2 separate regions of the Triticum aestivum genome follow, and region 2 is linked to region 1. A link is a contact called in public Hi-C data. All regions are on one chromosome and are shown on one strand. Each heading gives the region's core, a stretch centred on a gene start, on an enhancer-like site or on the middle of the called end of the contact. The rest is flanking DNA. Distances are from core to core; before and after follow the strand shown.

Evidence for each region. A called contact is a pair of places that touch in the nucleus more often than the background predicts.
Region 2: a Hi-C map of leaf shows a contact between it and region 1, with 2.4 times the contacts expected there. The contact joins the promoter of LOC123098666 here to the promoter of LOC123100339 in region 1. A contact is called at or near these places in 3 of 5 Hi-C or Micro-C datasets (all in leaf).

The regions. Positions count from the first base shown.
Region 1 is chr4D:465,528,085-465,535,060 of IWGSC CS RefSeq v2.1, reverse strand. It overlaps LOC123100339 (salicylic acid-binding protein 2), which reads left to right and starts at 4,127. Exons shown (of 3, transcript XM_044522278.1): 1 at 4,127-4,647; 2 at 4,723-4,857; 3 at 5,019-5,480. The coding sequence starts at 4,261. The coding sequence ends at 5,303.
Region 2 is chr4D:465,734,540-465,741,515 of IWGSC CS RefSeq v2.1, reverse strand. LOC123098666 (UDP-glycosyltransferase TURAN) reads left to right here and starts at 3,363. Exons shown (of 16, transcript XM_044520712.1): 1 at 3,363-3,674; 2 at 3,794-3,827; 3 at 4,006-4,061; 4 at 4,135-4,269; 5 at 4,744-4,892; 6 at 4,986-5,075; 7 at 5,167-5,233; 8 at 5,313-5,376; 9 at 5,470-5,575; 10 at 5,699-5,865; 11 at 5,945-6,055; 12 at 6,124-6,185; 13 at 6,263-6,315; 14 at 6,415-6,490; 2 more. The coding sequence starts at 3,378. The coding sequence ends at 6,871. It overlaps LOC123098667 (a long non-coding RNA gene), which reads right to left and starts at 3,333. Exons shown (of 5, transcript XR_006447959.1): 1 at 3,176-3,333; 2 at 2,566-2,687; 3 at 1,586-1,779; 4 at 1-502.

The DNA of each region.
Region 1 (6,976 bases), core at 2,878-5,377:
GAAGCAACAACTGTACCGCCTTCAAACCAGACCTGTTTCCTCTCGAACGTACATTTCTTCCCCGGGGAAACTCCGGTTTCTAAGCAGTCGACATCACCATTGTTGTGAAAGGCTTCTCAAATTTTTACCACAACATGTAGGTGTTATATGTGGGGACCATGCCAAGTTTCATTTGGTTTTGGACACAATTTGCATTTTCATAATTAATAAAATCAATAAACTCCAAATTTTGGGTCGAGTCTTGACACAGTCATGTTTACAATTAATTTTCTTTTCTTGGATAAGGCCTAAACATGGGCTGCAGAACACAAATATGATTTTTCAACCTAATGCAAAAATTTCATGTACATGCATTTTTATTAGATTAACTAAATGCCTAGACATGCACTTAGTTTCTTAAATATAGTGCACAGATCCCGAAAGATGTCAAATTTTGACATGGATCATGCAATGGTGTATCTTGGGTGTATAAAAAAAATTCAAAGCCAACAAATGATACAGTGGCGGCATCACCTTCAAACCTAACTCTTTCCCTCTCAAAACAAAGTTTCTTTCTCGAAGATAGGTCGGTGTCTAGCGGTGTACGACACAACTTTTATGAAACATTCTAAAATTTTACTACAACCTATATGTGTCATATGAGGATACCATGCCAAGTTTCATCCTTTTCAAACATCGTTTGCATTTTTTAAATTAAAACCTAATAAACTTCATGTTTGGGGTCGAGTCTTGGCCCCCTAATGTTCAAAATTCCTTTTATTTTCTTTGATAAGGCCTAAACATGGACTCAAGAACACAAATATGATTTTTTAACCAAATTTGCGAACTTTCTCGTGCGCTTGATGTTCAAATTTTGTTATATCCACTAAATACTGAGATATGCACTTAATGTCTTAAATATAGGAAACAAACCCCGAAAGATGGCAAATTTGTACAACAGAGATTCACTTAGTTCATAAAGTCTTTGTAGAGATTCGACTATGGACTACATACGGAGCAAAATGAGTGAATCTACACTCTGAAACGCATCTACATACATACATTTGTATGTGGTCCATAGTGAAATCTCTGCAAAGACTTATATTTAGGAACGGAGGGAGTATTTTTTTTGTCGTTCACACGCCTTCTCTTCCTCTTTTTTTGTTGACATACTACCATCAGGGGCAAAATTGTCTTTCTAAATGCTAGTTAACACTGCTGGATGGAAATGTCACATAGGAAACAAATTAAATAAAGTTTGAGTGCCAAAAGAGGAAGAAAAGAGTTTTTTGGGCCAAACAAGGAAGCAAATTTTAACAAAGGGCCAAATAAGGAATTCTCTCCCATCCGAGAGCAAACATAATCAACTACTGCATATAAATAACTATGATGCTTGGTACATTTGTTTCTTTACGACCATGGTGTCCTACGATGCTTGGTATAAATAACTACTGCATATTTGTTTTGTTAGTCCCGTCTAGGTGCGCTCCAATCTCGCTGGACTTGGCCGTGCTGGCTAGCTAGCTGGGCACCGGTTTGTGGGTAGAGAGGGAGGTGGGGATCCAGATCGGGATAATTCCTTGGTCGGTTTCGGCCGGCCACGACGACGACACGCTCGTGGCTGCGGATATTCTTCTTGGACACATCGTTCAGGTCCGCCCTACCCCTTCCCACCTCACTGCTTCTCGGGTGAAAACCCTAACTGCGGTGACTGGCGACGGCGCTCAAGGCATCGTGTCCGTCCTGAAGGTATCACCATGAGAGCTTTGTGATGGTGGGCATTGTTTGGGTTTGTTGGTAGGTGCAGATGGCGTGCCCCTCTTTCTCTAGGGGCATCTGTTTCAGGGGAAACCCTAGATCTGGATCTCCCGGATCGGATGATGACGGAGACTGTGATGCCGTTTTCCCTCCTAAGGGCATTGTTTTGGAGCAGAGTTTCATTGGAGGAGCTAACAGGTGGAGCGGTGTTACATACCGCATTGAAGATGGCGGGTCTCGATGGCATGGAGCAGCGTAGTCTCGGCGCTGGATGCGGTTTGATGGATGTGTGCAGGATGGTGGCGTTGTTTGGCCTTGTGGTGACGTCGACGACCGATGGGCCTGGCAAGGTCTATGCAATGGTCCCTCTCGAAGATGGGACGGCGGAAGATGGCAGAATCCTAGAGCGTACGCATGCGGTGCGCATTGTGGGATGCTTAGATCGCTTGGTTCTCTCAGCTTGCTAGGTGGGCGGCTTCTTGAGCCCACTAGAATACTGGATTAGATGGTGTCCATTGATGCAATCAGGGCACATCTTTATACTTTTAGGTGTAGCGACTTTTCGCCTCGAAGGTGGCTTTGGGTTGATGTTTGTATTTATTTTGTCACTCTATTGATTAGTAAAGATGGCCGCATGCATCATTTTGACGTAGAAGCCGGGGGTAATGCTCCTTAAAAAAAGGTGTATTTGATTAATAGCATGACCACAATAAGCTAAGTATTTAATTGTGAGAATCTTCCTATGAAGGGAAATAACTGATGTAATCATACATCATGCAAAAAAAAATTAGAAGAATCATACACACTAAACATTTCATATTCAGAACATAAAAACGTTGAATCCTAAAGGAAAAGGTTTAATTTTTACTCAAGTTGTATTGTTCATAGTATAGTTTGTGACCCTCAATTTACAGAGAAGAAGTTTACATGGAAATGTAAATGCTATAATCTTTTTTTGGCAAAGAAAACATACCTAGATCTATTAACCAAACCAACGGTGCAAACATTCTGGAAAAATAAAGAAATTACATCAAAATCCCTGAGCCGACCATTTTCTTCCTCCCGAACGGGTTGATGACATGGTACCACAGACTCTCCATCACTGGATGTTGCAGTATAAGTGCGGAGCCTACCTTGTCAATCAGCTTTTGCATGCAACTCTACATGATTTTGGTGTTATGAGTTCAAATTTCAGCCCGGCACAATTAAAATTAAAAATTGCTGCCCACTCTTGGTCAACGTTTAGGCCCGCCGTGGGAGCCAACACTTCAAGAGCGGCTTCATAAATCCAAACAAAGTTACCAAATTTGTCTAAGCATTCAGGTACTTTACCAAAGTCGACTCACACATTATGTAATTTTCCATCATATTGACTGTCAAATGTCCAACTCTACACATTGATAGTTGGATCAGTCCCTAGCAGATTGAAATCATCAAATTTGGAAAGGCCACATGTGCAAGTGGAGCCGCTGCACAGGCCCCCGAAAATCTGGGCCCCCCAATTTGTGTGCAAGTACCATATATATATATATATATATATATATATATATATATATATATATATATATATATATATATATATATATATATATATATATTACTAAATCTCGAGATTAATAAAGAGCAAAGACTGAACCGTTAAAGTGCCAAAACAAAAAAGTGCAGCCCCCAGCCCAACGCACGTCAATAAATCCTGAGATTAATAAAGAGCAAAGACTGAACCGTTAAACTGCCAAAAGAAAAAAGTGAGGGTTTTAATGATTGGGCACATCTTAGCATTAGCATTTGCGAGCACGAAACAAGTGTCGAACATGTTCTGAATATGATCACTTGCTATGATTTGCGTCTACGGTTGCAAAAGAATCAAATTATTGATTGTGCAGCGCAGCGACAACTTGAGCAAGAAAAGGACCATTGGAGAAAAGTTCTATTTAGGATGACACACTTTGGCTAAAAGAGTAAAAGATGAACTTGTAGCTCAAAATTCTAAGATTTTTCTCTTGTACTAGCATGTAATTCCTTGAGAAATTTGTACTACCGTACTGACTAATAAAAATAATGTTTTAATTGCCTACTTGACTTTCTTATACATGGGGCCTAAATTGTGATTTCGCTCCGGGGCCTCAGTTTCCGGGGTACGGCCCTGGCGGCTACGGACTGGTGCACTTGTTTAAACGGAGTGAGTGCTGAGCAACTGTTGAAGCTAGCCAACTGCACAGGCCCACGTCCATGTCCGTAAGGTCAGTGCGTATATTCTTTCCATATAAGTCCAGCATTATTGCTTTTAGCAGCCCTCCAGTGGCACCTCCAACTAAACATGTTTTGTTGACTTCGCATACATGATTATTCAAGCTCATCCTCGCTAGCACGTGATTCTGCTGATCGATGATAGTTTGCGGTTGCGGGCCCGAAGCTTCAAGAGCGGCTTCATAAATCTAACAGCGCCCGAGGTTTTGACATCGGAGCCACAGCTAACGACAAGCACGGAGAAAGAGAAACAGTCGCAAAACCCCACGCACGCACATGGAGATGGAGGCTCCGGCGGACCAAGCTAGCGGCAAGCACATCGTTCTGGTGCACGGCGCATGCGTCGGCGGCTGGGCCTGGTTCAAGGTGGCGACGCGGCTCAGGGACGCCGGGCACCGCGTCAGTGCGCCTGACCTCGCGGCGTCGGGCGTGGACCCCAGGCCGCTGCGCGAGGTGCCGACGTTCCGCGACTACACCAAGCCGCTGCTGGACCTCCTGGAGTGCCTCCCGCCCGGGGAGAAGGTGGTGCTCGTCGGCCACAGCCTCGGCGGCGTGAACATCGCCCTCGCCTGCGAGCTGTTCCCGGAGAAGGTCGCCGCTGCGGTGTTCCTCTCCGCATTCATGCCGGACCACAGGTCGTCGCCGGCGTACGTGCTTGAAAAGGTACGCCGTCGAATCTGCAAAGGTACGCCAGCTTATTGCTCTTTATACTACTGAGTGTTTGCTCGATCTAAAAAGTTCGTGGAGGGGGGAACGCTGGACTGGATGGACACGGAGTTTAAGCCTCAAGATCCGGAGGGCAAGCTTCCTACTGCCATGCAGTTCGGGCCGCTGGTCACCCGAGCAAAGTTCTTGCAGCTGTGCTCGCCGGAGGTATGCGAAATTACGAACCTGTCGCTCTGTTAATCAATCTGTTCGAACATCGATGAAATGCCCCTGCATGCTGGGAAGCTGTACACTGATTGAAATTTGAAATTGACCAAATAGAAATTAATCCTAGAGTTGCATGCTGTTTGGAATCATATGTATGGCAGGATCTGACGCTGGGAAGATCCCTGATGAGGGTCGGTTCGATGTTCGTGGAGGACCTGAGAGTGCAGCCACCATACACGGAGGCTCGCTACGGGTCGGTGCGCAGGGTGTTCATCGTCCTCAAGGACGACAACGCCATCGTCGAGGGGTTCCAACGGTGGATGGTGCAGAACTACCCCGTGGAGGAGGTCAAGGAAATCGACGGCGCCGACCACATGGCGTTGTTCTCGACGCCGGCCGAGCTAGCGCACTGCCTCGCCGACATCGCCGTCAAGTATACCGCCTGACGATATGGTGTGGCACACGCTGCGCTTGCTGGTCTATCTCTTTACCTTTGATGATACGGTCTTGTTGCCGGCATTAATTTGTGATTTGTCAGTGCTGTCTGTGTCAGTCTCCGACCTTTGTAGTACAGTACTGATCTATCTACTGCTCTTGTTCATGGTGGTGTTTTGTCCCTTTCATTATGTTTCCTCGACAATTTTTTGTTGTCGATTGGATAGGTTTTGAATGTTGCCGAGACTTTATATCGCACTCAATTTCAGAAAGACGATGTTTCAACGTCACATCGCATCGTGGTGCCAAAGTGAATTTCCGGTGGCGGTGGGTGAGCACCTACTGGTTTTTTTTGAGGGTGAGCACCTACTGGTTGTTGTGATGCACTCAGCTTGCCTATTCGGATTTACAGAGGAGGAAGAAGATCAGGGGAGGGAGAGATACAGACAGACGGGGGAAATGGTCTAGTTCTATCTGGAAACTCGACATTCTTCAGGCCGTCTTCACGCCATCTTCTGTCTGGGCCTCCAGTTCCTAGGTCTGGCGCCTTGGGCTGATGTCCAGGAGTGGGCCAGGTCATGACACTCGCCACCCTTGAAACGGAGAGCTCCTGTACGGCGCCCTCTGCGCCCTGGAACGAACTGGCGCTCACGCGCGCCCGAGTGGGCTGCGGCCCAGCAACGCGCTTTTCTTCCTCCGTTGGGTTCCAGTTGCACGCCCGCTCGCTCGCTCGCTCGGCCACATTTTTTTTCTCGTATTTGTTTGCAGTTGGCCTGGTCGAAAAAACCGGCCGGTTTTTTTATACTTATGGAAAATTGTGAAATCAGAAAAGTTCATCCATTTGCAGAAAAAAAATGTTAACAGATAATTTGAAAAAAGTTCATAAATGTTGAAAAAATGTAAAAACTGAGAAAAGTTCACCAAAATTGGAAAAAAAGTTCATCAATTTTGAAACTAAATCACAAAATTTGAAAAAGTTCATTGATTTTTGAAAAATAGTTCATTATTTTGGAAAAAGTTCACAAATTTTGAAAAAAAAGTTCATCAATGTTGAAAAAAAGTTCACCAAAAATTTAAGAAAGTTCATTGATTTTGAAAAATAGTTCACAGATTTAGGAAAAGTTCATGAATTTGAAATAATGTTCATCAGTTTTGAAAAAAGTTCAAAAAGAGTTCATCAATGTTCAAAAAAATTCATTAAAATTTAAAAAGTTCATGGATTTTTAAAAAATTGACGAATTGAGTAAAGAAAAGGAAAAGAAAAGCGAAAAAAGGAAAAGGAAAGAAAAATGAAGAAACAAAAAACCAAAAGAAAAAGGGAAAGAAAAGAAAGTAGAAATAGCAGAAAACGGAGAAATGATCACCGAACGGCGTTGTGGTTGGTTGGTTAGTGTAGTTTCTCAAGATCAAGAAGTCCCTGGTTCGACTCATCACGCGTGTGTTTTTGAAGATTTTGCAGTTTTAACCCAAAAAAGAGATAAAATGGGCCGGCCCAGCGCGGAGTAGGGTGTGCGCCGGTTTGCGATTAACACAGTAACGGGCGCAGCGGGCGCCGAATAGGAAACGCCCTTGAAACGCGACTTGTCCCCATCGATAGAGCAGGGAATTTTCCACGGGTATACAGGGTTATGAGTATGGCCAAATCAGTCTCTTTCTCAGAGTTGTGGGTATACAGGGTTATGAG
Region 2 (6,976 bases), core at 2,114-4,613, 210 kb before region 1:
CCTGCACAGCCTAATCATGGAGGATATGCATGCCTATTACCCGAAGCACAAAAGAGAAAACACCCAAAACACATGTCCAAGCTTTAAGATGGCACGCAATGAAGCAAGCATTACAACGAAAGCAACCTCTCTATATAAATTTCAGTTTTGCAATTTAATAAACGCAGCGGTGCTCTCTTCGTGACGCACGACCAATCCCCATCGATGGAGCATTATCGCGCAGCGTGGAACACGCACAAATTCATTGCAATTTAGAATCACCACAAGTATTGCTTGTCTCAGTCACAGGAACATAAGATGCAACGCCCGTTGTGTATAGTAAATCAATTAATTAACCGTCACCAGCAGTCAGGGTCGTGCCTTCGCTGTCTAACTGATTAGTATACGCAGCAATGGAATGTCACTACCGTCAGTCTCATCCGCGTCGATCATGTTTGTATTGGCTTCCTCAAGTCCAATACCAAGTACAGATGGCATCTCTAAAGAAAACCAGACCTGCACGCTGTAGGAAACACGACGCATTGTCCGTTAGATAGAGACTGATACATGCAAGGTGCAGTGTGCCCTCCTCCATCAGGTAAAATATTACAACATTGCCATTATTTACTTGATAGGATAGTAGAAGAACAACTGATAGATAATGTATTTCAAAAAAAAAACTGATAGATAATGTAGTTGAAGCTTAGTAACATCGAGATCAACTAAATGAAATGGCACATACTAAGTGTTCGAGGGAAAAAAGAAATGGCACAACTTGTTTGGAACAGAGGTCCATAAATGAAAGGAAGTTTCTTTGAATGTCCTTAAAAAAAAGAGAAGAGAAGTTTACTGTTTAATGAGTGTTTTTCTAGTGTCGATAACTAGCTCGTATGTTCTAATTTAGGTACGCTAAGCCCAAATTCTTTGCAGATATAAGCGGGGTTAGTTTTGCAGATAACATATGTAACCAACACCACCATTGTTGCATGGTGGTAACTTAGGTCGGTAACACAGATAACCAGGCAACACCCTTTTTGTCAGCTGCAACATCAATGAAACAAAACTGGGTTCTGTCTTATGTTATCTTCCTCTAAGGATTTTAATAGCAATACACTCGTGGCATTGGACATCTCAACTCTCCAATAAATAGAGGGCATAGGAAATCAAACCTAACAGAAATCATCTGCCATGATTAACTTAACTGTGAACTTTTCTCCATACAAAGTAAAAAAAAAAAATACATGTTCGCTTTAAGTAGTGGCATGCTTCTTTGAAATGGAGGAATTACAGAGATACTGGTACCCATGGATAGGCTTGGAACCTTGGACTATCCGTCAGACTGAGACTGCATTTAGACTGTCACAGCAATGGGACTCATAAACAATTTCTGCACTACCATTTAAGTATGAAATATGAGTAGACTTTGTAATAATACCACTCATACAAAATTATTGAGAACATGCAACAATAAAAATAAACATCGCAATCATGATGCGTACATATTACTAAATTATCTCCAGGTGCAGAAATAAAATAATCAACTAATGATGATGTGTATCTAAGTTAAATCATTTGAATAGGAAAGGAGGATTTCCCAAGAGCTTACGTGTTAATAGAAAGGCTGTTTAAAATTCGATGTACATAGTCAAACGCGGGGTTGTCAGCATTTAGAAGACGTGTGCTGTCCCGAGTAATGGAATCCATGAATTTTGAGAACTTTCCCAACTCAAGCAACTCGGCGATTTGAGCTCATTCAGCAGTACCTCATGGTGTCTGGATATAATGAACACAACTGCAAGTCTGCAACCAGAGCAACACAAATTCGTTAAGTTTCTGCCACAACAATCATCCTGAAAAATGGATTGAACTTTGTGAAATAAACATTCCACTGTACTAGTGCCATACGGTTACTATGATGCTGCTAGAAGACAGAGACAGGGGCACAACAGAACTGATTCATTAAGTTCAGCAATTGTATCTGCTCCAAGAAGCCGGAATTTCGTGAAACTATTCAAGATTTTGAGACACAGACAGGGTGCACGAGGTATTTACACCAAGCATCAAATTGCAATAGAGAGGTCACAAGATGATAAAGATCTATAGTTGTAAAAAGAAGTAAATAGTTTAACTGCCATTCATCTAGCATGCATATGTGCTTATTATAACACGTACAGTTGCACTGCTAACCTGGTCCTACTCACAATAGTTACTCCATCAGAAATTAAAAATCTGGAGAGGATAACATCTTCAAATGGATAACATACTGGAAAACAACACGTCTGGTTGCCACTATAACAACAAGGTGAAACCATATTGTTGTGCAGCAAGTGTATCCATTGGTTCCGTATGCCACAAAGGTCAATTCGTGCTTGTGGCGGTTAACAAAACAAAATAAATCCAGGTCATGTAGAACATGAACATACGAAGCAGCTCAATTTTGTGATAATTCACAGTGAATAAATTTGTCAGAAATCACACCCTTTCTGTCGTTGAAGTGTGACAAGACTGTAGAAATGTATAGCCCATATTCGGAAGTGAATACCATATACTGTAGGAATGTACTGTACTTGATAGTGAATACCGTACTCTTAGTGGATATGCTCCAGTGCTTGCTCCACAAACTGGCCATGGCATACATTGATCGCTTGAATCAGTTCAATAATGGCAGCAAAATCATGTTTGGGGCTCCTTTCATTTTGAATTCTTTTCTGCATTTGCTCAATGTACAACATACAGAAATCAGAATGCTGGTCCCAGATGAGAAGTGAGATGATAAAATCATCAATGGACAAATCCTCCAATCACATCAGAATAAACAAGTACTCAAGAAGTAAGCAATATCCAAGAACACTGACTCAATCAGACATCAAGAAGAGAAACACACCATATGACACATTTTGCTGCTTATCAGCCACCGGAATGTTCTCAAGGATGGTTACCATTCGCACTGCAAGATTCATCACCATTGTTTTCTATGTCCTTGTCCTCCTCTATAATTATATGCAGAAATACATTCCACATAGTTTAGAACTATCTGTAATCTAAGGCATAGCTGGAGAATGCCGATTCTCCTCGCAGGAATTTCGGGGATGGGTTTTTGGGCGCTAACTTTTGGGGGATGTGTTAGAGTTGCCCTAAGCACGCAGCCCATAGTGCAGAAAATAGCTTTAATAACGCCAGGGAATTGCGGGCTCACCGACAGGGTTGGCGTCGATGGGCTGCTCGCCGGGAGCAGCCGCCGACCCGCTGCCGCGATACATCGGGCGGAGTGGCTAGGCCCTCAGCCGCCGCCGCCGTCTCTCGCAGAGGAAACCCAAGGTTGCGGTGCGGCGGCCGGCCGTGGTGGAATGTTTCAGGGAAGGCCCTGCCCTGGGTAGTTATTGCAACTGGACCCGTCAATGGCCCTGACAGGTGGGACCAACAGTTCAGGACTTTTCAGCCGTTTTTGGATCCCAACAGAGAGCAGAGCTCCTCCGTCCCCATCGCCGCCGGTCGCCGCCCCTCCGGCCCTCCCCCACGACCCCCCTTCCCGCCGTCCACACCTAGCGCTGCCCCTCCCCCTCACTCTGGGGGAAAAAGATTCGACGGCGATGGCGGAGGAGGCAGGAAGGAGGAGGCGCGCGGCGGTGGTTGTGCTGGGCGACATCGGCCGCAGCCCGCGGATGCAGTACCACTCCCTCTCGCTCGCCAACCAGGTGCTCCTCTGACGAATCCGTAACCTCGCGTCTGTTTTGGCCGGATCGAATTAGAGCATAGGATTTTGTGTTTTAGTAGTATCTTAGACTTAGCTGTTCGTTATTCTTCTTCTTAACAGGCCGGCATGGAAGTGGACATTGTTGCAAACGGAGGTATTCTGTCTTCACACAATTTCGTTTTGTTGTTGAATTCTACTGCCAAATGGTAGAACGAAGCCATCTATTTCCTAGATGCATGTTAAGGAACGTCATACAGGCCGGAGTTTCATCAGCTTTCAGTGTTATTTTTGTTGAGATCTGACCTTGTATCCTATCCTATGTCTTTGAGCAGGAAGTGATCCCCATTTATCCCTGAGAGAGAATCCATCAATTCATATACACGAGATGGTATTGATCGTTTGAAGTATTTTATTTTCTCTATTTTCTCTTACTACAGTTAACTTCCAAGTATTATCTTCAGAAATCAGTGCAGTTATCGGGAATTTCAAAGATATCTGGTGCCCTGGCGCTGCTACTTAAAGCTGCCATCCAGTTTATCATGCTGATTTGGTTTCTCTGCTTTAAGATTCCTCGCCCTGATGTCTTCATTGTTCAGGTAAAATTACATGCAGCTCTCTTATTTGCATATGTGGTTCAGAATTACATGAACAGTATGTCTAATCACTAGCATTGTCAGCAAATTTAGTTCTTTTTTAGAGCATTCAACAATCTAGAATTCGTTGTCTACCATACTAAGTAAATGAATAGTCATAGTTGGCTTATTGTGCAGCTTAAGTATTAAATAGTAACTCGTGCTATGCTATATGTACAGTAACATATTGTTTACACCATTCTCATTTTGGCAATGCTGATTGTAGTATATTCACAAAATTGCTTACTCTGACCCTTACCTAGTTACAGAATATGCTTCAGTCTCACCCCGTTAAGATTTAATCACCTAGAGCCCCTTTTGATTGATATATTTAAAGATTCTTTTGGTAATATAAAAATGTCAAAAATTTAGTTATCGCGTTTCACAGTAACAATGAGAGACCTGATTTGTGTCATTTGACCATCTTTTGTCCAACAGAATCCACCCTCCGTTCCAACATTGGCGGCTGTAAAACTGGTTAGCTGGCTAAGAGGTGCTAAATTTATTGTGGATTGGCATAACTTTGGATATACTTTGCTTGGGTTGTCTCATGGCAGAAGTCATGTAATAGTCAAAGTCTATTTTTGGTAACCCCTCCAACCATATTCGCTTATCTGCTAGACTGCTGGTGTATCCTATTGGTCATGTGTTTTAATTAGTGTTGTTTTCTTGTATTCTAGGTTTGAGAAGCACTTTGGACGTATGGCTGATGGTGCCTTTTGCGTTACGAAAGCAATGCAACATGAGCTTGCTCAAAATTGGGGAATCAAGTAAACAGATTGAACTTCAACTTCTTATTTTTTGTCATTAAGGCTGTTGTGCGCATGCTGCAGTTTATACTAACATAGTCACAATTTTCAGAGCAACAGTTCTTTATGATCATTCTCCTGAATTTTTCCGTCCTGCTTCCTTGACTGAGAAACATGAGGTGAGCATTTGTTGTCTGTTCTTCCTTCGCTACTTGCGGTACTGCATAACAGCATATGTAGCCTTAACACATGAAATAGTTGTTCTGCAGGTTGGGTGGTTCCATTTGTGGTGCTATGGGCAGTGCTGATTGCATCTCTGTTGGTATGTTGTTCTCCAACCAACCAGATTTTTTTCATGATATAAGCATATTGCAGTTTAATTTATTTTATTTGGTTTTCTCTTCTTACAACAAAGAAAAAGAAGTGGAAGACAAGAACACTACTGTACTTACTGGCAAGATTGATGGTGGAGTTTCGTTGAAGCCTAATAGACCTGCACTTGTTGTGAGCAGCACAAGCTGGTATGTTCTCTTGAACTGAGTGGTCCCTGTTGTTGCAGAACTTTTATGTTCAGCTCATGTGATTATTGAGCAGATAGTTAAAAATTCGGACGAACTTATAAATCTTTGCCACCTGCATTCCAGGACACCAGATGAAGATTTCAGCATACTTCTGGAAGCAGCACTGATGTATGATAGACGTGTTGCTGCAACATTAGGTGAAGAGGATTCAATGGACGAGGGGCAGCTTTGGATTGATATCAAGAATGGAAAGCAATTTGATTACCCAAGATTGCTTTTCGTTATCACAGGTATCACACATTCTGCTATATTCTGTTGAATTACTAGTTTTTAACCATTGTTCTCATTTTCATAAATTTGATACTGAAGGTAAAGGGCCTGATAGGAAGAAATATGAGGAGCAAATAAAAAGGTTAAAATTGAGACGTGTTGCCTTCCGGACTATGTGGCTTGCATCGGAGGACTATCCTCTATTGCTAGGTATGCCAGCCACTTGCCAAAAGAATTTTATACCGCAGCATATATGCTGATTGTTTGAGCAAATACAGGATCAGCTGATCTAGGCGTATCGCTTCATACATCCTCGTCGGGGCTTGATCTACCTATGAAGGTTACTCACAACATCTTCTTACTTAAGCATGTAGGAATTTTTATTTTCTGCATTGTAACTTGAATGGTTGTTCTTAGGTGGTTGATATGTTTGGATGTGGATTACCAGTTTGTGCCGCTTCATTCTCCTGGTAACCCATGTTTGTAGATGTTTTAATTGTGATGTTTTGGCGCTGGCCTTTTGGTTGCTCTATATTATAAGCCTCTGGTTTCGTTTTTCCTTTGTGCAGCATCGAGGAGCTTGTAAAAGTAAACAGAAATGGACTTCTTTTCTCAACATCTTCGGAGCTCGCAGATGAACTTATGGTGAGGACCACTTTTAGTCTTTATCTTTTGTTTCATTTCATTGTATGACTACTTGGTATGCATTTTAAAATTAGCATAAGTACTTTCCATCATGGCTTTGTTTTTTGGATTAATCATTGAAAGAGACTTTAACTACTATTGCAATTAAATATCGTGCAGATGCTCTTCAAGGGATTTCCAGAGGAATGCGATACCCTGAAATCCCTGAAGGATGGTGCCTTGAGTACAGGGTCATCTTCCAAATGGTCAGCAGAATGGGGAACTAATGCACTTCCTTTGGTGAATCAGGTGAGAGCTCAAACCTGGCTTGCTAAATGTACGTTGCATTCATGAGATTAGGGCTTACCTTCTTTCGTATGCAATTTGCAGGTCATAGGCTAAATACTCAATAGTAATGCTAATCAGATGTGTAAAAGGATGGTTTTGTTGCTGGCCTGAATATCTGCTGATTCCATAGGTTATAGGTGTATTGTACACTTGAGTGAC